Regions from separate parts of the Sus scrofa genome. Here region 1 is linked to region 2. Evidence: chromatin contacts called from public Hi-C data. All regions are on one chromosome and are shown on one strand. The core of a region is the stretch at or near the end of the contact, and the rest is flanking DNA. Distances in the headings are between cores, read along the strand shown.

Region 1 (4,234 bases), core at 967-3,466, 5.4 Mb before region 2:
CTTTTCTAGGGCCGCTCCCATGACATATGGAGGTTCCCAGGCTAGGGGTCGAATCAGAGCTGTAGCCACTAGCCTACACCAGAGCCACAGCAACGCGGGATCCGAGCCGCATCTGCTACCTACACTACAGCTCACGGCAACACCGGATCGTTAACCCACTGAGCAAGGGCCGGGACTGAACCCACAACCTCATGGTTCCTAGTCGGATTCGTTAACCACTGCGCCACGACGGGAACTCCCATTCCCATTTCTTGCTGAGAAGTGGTTCATTGTGCAGATGTACCACAGTTTGCATGTCCATTCTTCAGGGAAATGATATTTGGGTTGTTTCTGGTTTTTGGTGATTACAAATAAGCTGCTATAAACATTCAGGTATAGGTTTTTGCGTGAACCTACGTTTTTACTTCACTTGAGTAAATATCTGGGAGCAGGATTGTTGGGTTGGATGCTAAATATGCTTAACTTTACAAGAAACTGCCAAATTTTCCAAAGTGGCTGAAACATTTTGCATTCCTGTCAACAGTGTGTGAAAGTTCTGGTGGCTTCTTTTCCTCCCTAATACTTGATATTGTCAGTTTTAAATTTAAAAATTTAATTTAAGCTCTTCTAATAGGTGAGAAATGGTATCTCATTGTAGTTTTAACTAGCATTTCCCTAATGGCTGATGATGTTGGCTATCTTTTCATATGTGCATTTGCAATCCCTATGCCTTCTTTGGTGAAGTGTCTGTTTAAATTTTTTGCCCATTTTTTTTTAAAAAGCATTGTTTGTTTTCTTATTATCGAGTTTTAAGAGTGTTAAAAATATATATATTCTGATAGAAGTCAGATACGTGATTTGCAAATATTTTCCCCCAACCTGTCTTTGCTGTGACAGGTATTATTTCCATTGAGACCCATTGGCTAGAATTAGTCTCATGGTCACATGCAGTCCCCAGGGAGCTGAGAAATGCACTTCTGCCCAGTGCCTGGAAAAGCAGAGAACTGGAGATATCTGGTAAACAGCACGAAAGACCACCCCCCACACTGCTCATACTAAAATACTTCCCCTCTAGCACTTGATAGAAAATGTTTGCTGAACCTGATCATATAGAATGGTTTTTCTGGACTGCAAGGGGTTCCATAATATTCTATATAGGTGAGTGTTGTAACATTCACGTGCTTATGTTGTTCAACTGCATTGTTCCTAGACTTTTCCTCATTAAACTGTGCAACAATATAGATCCTTGTATGCTTGTCACAAAGATAAGCATTGATTATTTCCTTAGAGTCTTAGAAGTGGAATTGCTGGGTCAAAGAAGGAATGCATTTTGCAGGGTTTGACTCAGCAATTCCACTTCTAAGACTCTAAGGAAATAATCAATACTTATCTTTGTGGCAAGCATACAAGGATCTATATAGGTCTGCACCCATGGCCTGTGGAGGTTCCCAGGCTAGGGGGTGAATTGGAGCTGCAGTTGCTGGCTTACACCACAGCCACAGCAATGCCAGATCCGAGCTGCATCTGCAGCCTACAGCACAGCTCACAGCAACTCCAGATCCTTAACCCACTGAGCGAGGCTAGGGATTGAACCTGCATCCTCATGGATGCTGGTCAGATTCATTTCCGCTGAGCCATGATGGGGACTCCTCCTTATTATCATTTTAATTTGCCTTTTAAAAATTATAAATGAAGCAATACATAATTTTGTATGTGTTTAAACTATTTGCAGCTTTTCTTTTTTAATTGGTTTCTTTAAGTTCTTTATCCGTTTTCTGTGGGACAATTTTTAATTCTTTTTAAAAAACAATTTTTACTTATTTATTTGTTTTTTCTTTTTGGCTACCCTGCTGCATGTGGAGCTCCTGGGCCAGAGATCAGGTCCGAGCCACAATTTTGACCTATGCCACAGCCATAGCAATGCTGGATCCTTAACCCACTGTGCTGGGCTGGGGATCAAACCTATGTCCCAGAGCTCCAGAGACATTGCCCACAGTGAAACTCCACAATTTTTAATCTTTATTCAGCATCCAGCAGTGCCCTGGACAAGTGGCTGAAAAGTTATTTGCAAGGCTGAATTAAACCCAGTCCAGCCATTCTTCAGGGGAGCCATCCAGCTGCATTCTCTGACTCAAGGCAGATTGAGTCACTTTCTTCCACGCTGTTAATCTCTGCTGTGATTTTAAGAGACTCTTCTCTTCAGCCAGTGGATGGACATCTGCTGTGCAGGGAGACACAGCCCCACTGGCCTTATCGGCCAAGCCTTTGGCTTCAAAGTACGTAAGTACTGCTAAGAAAGTACGGACTTTCAGATGTGTTGCAAAAAAGTATTCTGGCTTGGGATCATGAGCAATTTCTTGGCTCCCAACCAGACCCAACTTCTAATAGTGGCAGACATGTGGAGGAATGTGGGGAGGATTCTGAGAAAACCACGTGGCTCTGAGAAGCTTAGGATATTTTCCCATGTGTTAGAAATGCAATCAAACCCATGTTTTCAGAAGTGGAGCTACAGATGGGGGTTAGGATGAGGGTCTCATGGCATCGCCGAAGACTCTACAGTTCTCTCAGGAGTCAGAGGTGATTAGTGGGTTGAGGGAAGAAGCCAAGTGTCCTTGAGCCAGCCTGGCCCAGCCGTAGCCAGACCACCCTGATCCTGGGGAAGCCAGGATCACTGAATCGACTCCTGTGCAGGCTCCGATCCTTAGGAGACCTTAGATTCATTTCTTTTGATGCTCCCTGTGGTTAAGGCCGGGTGTGGGTAGAAGAAGACCTGTTCTGACATGAATCCTTGACACCACTGATTTCTGGAATTCAATTAAAAAATTTTTCCAGGCAAAATATCCACCTTTGTTTTGAGTTCTCTCTCCATCCATACCGTTGTCACCTGCAATGCTATTACTCTGAGAGAACAGATTCTAATGGGTCTCTGACACCAATTTGCAGCTTTATTCTAATTCCCTCGGGTCTGGAGACATGGAGGTAGGAGGAAGGAAAGCACCACCTTTGCTTTCAAGGAGCTCATGGTCAGGTAGAAGGACCACTGATAAACCAATGGTTCCAGTACAGAGGGAGAGGAAGCTGGAGATTTTTTTTTTCTTTTGCCTTTTGAGGGCTGCACCCACGGCACATGGAGATTCCCAGGCTAGGGGTCTCATCGGAGCTATAGCTGCCAACCTATACCACAGCCACGGCAACACCAGATCTGAGCTGCGTTTGCCATCTAAACCACAGCTCATGGCAACACTGGATCCTTAACCCGCTAAGCGAGGCCAGGTATTGAACCTACAACCTCATGGTTCCTAGTCGGATTCATTTCTGCTGCATCATGATGGGAACTCCAGAATTTGAAGATTTATGTCCACATTGTTCTGGGATCATTTGGAGGGAGTGGACTCGAGGATGGTAGTCAGAGAAGGCTTCCCAGGAAAGGGAATTCCTGAGTTGAATTTTGCAAAAGAGTAACCAGCCAAGGAAGGAACCGTAGGTGGGTGGGTGCAAACTTTCTGTTACCCAGCAATCAGGTCACCCAGGCAGTTCACAGATGATGACAGGGCAGGCATTGCCCTTCATGCTGTGTTACAACCATGTTCTCTAAATGAGTCTCGGTTGAAGTTTGTGGTGTTGCCCAGCTTACTCTGTCCACCTTACCTCATACAAATGTCCAGGCCTATGGAATGGAACTGTTAGAAAAGGGCTTCATAGATTAAAAAAAAAAAAAAAAAGCCACTCCATTCCCCGTTTCCCTGGAAAGTTCTCCAGGAAGCTGCACATTATCCTGCCGAATGTTTGCTGATCCCACCCTCAATGCACCAGTGACTTCTGTTAATAACACTCGTCACAGATCACAATTCAGTGCAATTCAGCCCCGACCCCTGTGCAATTTAGGTGTTCAGAGAAGGGCTTGAAAACAGGACGAGATGGGGATATTACCCCGGGACAGCAGGGAGCCACAGCCCTGCCTTGAAGGATGAGAGCTAGGTTGTTCTAGAAAGATGTCCACATGATAAGGAGGATAAAACAGGCTCATCTTTGCAGAGCTCTTCACAGTTTAAAAGTCAATCCCTTCACCCCGTTGGAGGCCAGTTTCATGCTTAGCTCTAATATGAATACAGAGACTCAATGATTAGTCAGGAAAGGGAACCTGACCCTAGGACTCTGATTCTGGGTCTGATGCTTCCGCCCCTTAATCAACCTTATTGAAATCTCTGTAGGCAACATGTTTTCTGTAAAGCTTAATAAATAGGGTGGCATATTT
Region 2 (3,908 bases), core at 1,373-3,872:
AGCAGGAGCTCTCAGTCTTTAGCCACCAAGAATGGTATTCTTAGCAAGCCTAAATATGAACAGCACTTTAGAATCTCAGAAGTGGCAGTGACCTTAGAGGCCACCAACACAAACCAAAATGAAGGAATTATCTTTCCAACCTCTCTTTGTCCAGCTTTGCCTGAAAATATGATGGTGGTGGTAACAGAGGCTGTAGCATCATCTATGCCCAGGCCCTGTGCCAAGCATCCACATACACTGACACACTGAATCATTAAACTGTGAAGTGAAAAAAGCCTAAAAGAAAATACAAGATGGAGTTTTTCACACCATTCCAAAAAAAGATAAAAAGCCTTAACTTTTAATACAATGGTTATAATATTTGCATAAGTCAATAACTATTATTCATCTCTAAATCATATACCATCATTTTACTCAATTTGGTTCATCAGAGACGAGGAAGACAGAAGCACCTTCATTCACTCAATTCAACAAGTTAAAGACACTTGTTATTAAAGGCCCGCGTGACAGACACTTTAGTAAATATCAAAGGTACCATTACCACAATTACTGTTAAAACACTATCCCTGCAACCAAAGTGTGTCCACTTTGATCTCAGTAAAGCAGCGATTGGTTCACAAAAATATGAGATAAAACACAGTTGAGTCAAGGGCAGCTGGGTGTAAAGTCAGCTCTGCCACCAGCCATGGCAGCTTAAGGAAGTCAGTTAACCTATGAAAATGAATATTTTATAATTATAAAGTATATATAAAATAAAATTGTTATAAAGTTGTTTAAACAACTTCAGGTTGCTAAAAAGAGTAAGTTGTAATAATGTTTTACATATATGTAAATAATGTTATAAAGGCAAAATGTGATAACATGGTGTTTGCTAGACTGGTCAGCTCCCTTTATTTCCTGGTGATCTGATTCTAATTTCTTCATATTTCACTAAAATTTTACTCAATACCTACTTTTATCCTAACAAGGTTAAATATGCTGCACTTAAGTTCTATGATTTTTTTTTCCAACTCTATTCTGTATGCAACTACTATCTTTAGGGACATCTTACCTGCTATGCCCTTAAGATACTACTTCAGTAATGGGAAATTTTAACTCAACCAAAAACTACAATAATTTTTTACTCTATGCCATGAGAATTCAAAATTTAAAGACAGTTTTGTACTACAAGTGTTAAAATAACAGCAGAACAGCTCATAAAGACAGTAATTTAACTCCTTTAGCTAGAATATCAGTAAAAATGTGCCCCAAATCGTTCCCTGCTCCAAGCTATAAGACATTTCCAATTATGAATGTGTGAATATTGTTACTAAAATTGAGACCTGACTGCGGAAACATTTACAGATTGGGAATTCCGATAGACAAAGGCCACTGGCCCCAGATTTCCACACATATTAATAAAAAGAGAACTATGCTATTTAAAAAGAGAACTATGCATCTGATCCCGTCCCCAAATATTAAGAGTCCAGTCCACTGGGGTCATTCATGCAATAAAAATTTATTATGCGCCTACTGTTTGCCAAGCATTGCACAGGCAGTGAACAAAACTGACCCTAAAATCCCTTCCCTCTAATAACAGAAATGTCAACCGTAAGGTAAGGCACCTGGAGCACAAGTCCTGGCTGCCCGCACCCCACAAGGGTTAATCATACTGACACCTCACCCAAACCCAAGGGGCCCCCTAGACTTGCGGCGCCAACACAGAGCCGCGGTCGCTGGGTCCTTTAATGACGGGGCCAGGACCCCTTGGGAAGGGTGGGGAAGTCCACGGACCTGACCCTCCAGGTCAGCCCAGCGCAGAGGAGGCGATCGGAACACAGCCGCCAGCGCCACGTGCACACCCCGGTGCGCGCCCCCGCAGTCCTCCGCCCGAGCCGCGCAGGCGCCGCCGCAGCCCAACTCACGCAAGCCCCGCGCGCCGCTCGCCGCTTCAGACTCGTGGCCCGGAGCCCCACCCGCCCCGGTCCCACCGGCCGTCGCCTCTTACCGGCGCGCTGACCTCGGCGCCCCGGCCTCTCGGTTCCCGGCGGCCGCCTCGCGGAGCGCCTCCTCCTCGGCCTCCGCGGCCGCCCCGGAAGCCCCGGCCGCGACCCCGCCGGCCGCCTCCATCCCCGCCGCCGCCGCCTCTCGCCACCGCCGCTGCAGTGGCCGCCCGCTCGCGGTCGCGATCCCCGCCGGGCCGGCCGCGGCCGGGTCGCCGACCCCGGCCTCCCCGATTTCCTCGGTCCGCCTGCATCTGGCCGCCGCCGGCGGTGCTGAGCACGCAGGAGTCGGGCAGCCGCGGAGACGCCCTTGCCCCCACCGGAAACGGGCCGCACGGAGGAGCCGCGAGCGACGGGCCCCGGGTGGCAGCGAGCGCGGGGTGCGGGGCCGGGGCTGGAAGCCGGCCGCGGCGGGGGCGGGGCGGGCCCCCGGTCCTGTCAGGTGGAGCCGGAACCGGGGCTGGGAAGAGCCAGGGGTTCAGAGAAAAGATCCGACCAGTGGGACCTGAAAAGGCGGGGGCAAGGAAGGTCTGGGGGAGGGACCGTAGTAAGTAAAAGACGGGTTATAAAACAGTTTGTGTAATATGAACTCGATTTTTTATTAAAAGAATAGATAGTTATGGCGTAGCTGCATAAGAAGCGGTCTTAAAAAGTATATAGCAAAATGTCGCTAGTGGTTAACTGTACGGTGAGACTTCCAGTGAGTTAATTCTTCCTCTTTTTCTGTTTAGTCTCCTTATCTTCAAGAATGAATATGTGTCATCATTAAAGTTATACTGAAGTCAGGGTTAGGTAGAAGGTATGGAGGAAAGGCGGGGGGGGGGCAGTCTGAGGTGAGAAGTATGGGATGCAAGCAGCTGGGAGTAGAGAGAACAGTGCAGCCTGTCCTCAAGAGAACTGTAGAAATGACTGCTTTAGCGCACACTTATTGAGCACATGAGCATTTAATTCTCCTGTCAGGCCTATGAGGCAAGTACTGCTGTTGTTCTTGTTTTGCTGATAATAGCCCTGGAGAGGTTAAACCACTTGCCTAATGTGACACAGCTGGGTAGTGATGGAACTGCCATTCTAACTCTGGCAGGCTGACAGCAGTCTATTCATGTATGTGTCTGTCACTTACTTAGTAGAAATGTTTGAGCCTCACCCATGTTCGGTTTTTTTGGCTACGCCCTCAACATGCAGAAGTTCCAGAGCCAGGGATCAAACCGGAGCCACAGCAGTGAGAATGCTGAATCCTTAACCACTAGGTCACCAGAGAATTCCAAGACTCACCTGTGTTTTAAGTTTTAATAGTTTGTTCCTTTTTATTGCTAAGCAGTAAGTAGTCCATCATATGGATCTAGTGTTTTAGCCAAGGGGGAAAAGGACAGTTGGTTATATGGATATGTGGGAGCCATTGTTAACTACTATGTATTACAGAAACCACATAAACACAATACAAAGAAGGGCTAAGAGATCAAATCAGTGTTGCAAATCAAGTGTTTTCTTGCCAGTCCTTTCTGTCCTGTCTTACATCCATATATAGTTAACATTATTCATTGCTTCTAATTGTCCATTCTGTGTTAGGCTGAGTGCTTGATCTTGAAGTTTTTTTTTTAGGGCTGCACCCATGGCATATGGAGGTTCCCAGGCTAGGGGTCGAATCGGAGCTACCACTGCTGGCCTATGCCACAACCACAGCCATGCCAGATCCGAGCCCCGTCTGTGACCTACACCACAGCTCATGGCAACACCAGAACCCTAACCCAGTAAACAAGGTCGGGGTTCGAACCCGCAACCTCATGGTTCCTAGTCAGATTCGTTTCTGCTGCGCCTCAATGGGAACTCCTTGAAGATTTTTTAAAAAAAGTAAAAAGGCTCTGTCCTTGCTCTCAAATAGCTCACTTCCTACAAGGAAGGAAACTGTAAACAGGTGATTAAACTAGT

Evidence for each region. A called contact is a pair of places that touch in the nucleus more often than the background predicts.
Region 1: a Hi-C map of embryonic fibroblasts shows a contact between it and region 2, with 16 times the contacts expected there. The contact joins the enhancer-like site here to the promoter of AVEN in region 2. A contact is called at or near these places in 12 of 47 Hi-C or Micro-C datasets (differentiating spermatogonia, embryonic fibroblasts, epiblast stem cells and 8 more).

Annotation. Positions count from the first base shown.
Region 1 is chr7:85,838,558-85,842,791 of Sscrofa11.1, reverse strand. No RefSeq gene overlaps it. Among named protein-coding and RNA genes, the nearest start is that of RGMA, 81 kb to the left of the region's middle. Within about 2 kb of position 2,216, at least 9 of the 83 cell types and tissues checked have an H3K27ac peak or open chromatin away from gene starts, as enhancers often do. A contact at or near this core is called in embryonic fibroblasts and omental adipose tissue, where this site is marked.
Region 2 is chr7:80,446,051-80,449,958 of Sscrofa11.1, reverse strand. AVEN (cell death regulator Aven) reads right to left here and starts at 2,622. Exons shown (of 7, transcript XM_021099909.1): 1 at 1,988-2,622. The coding sequence starts at 2,236.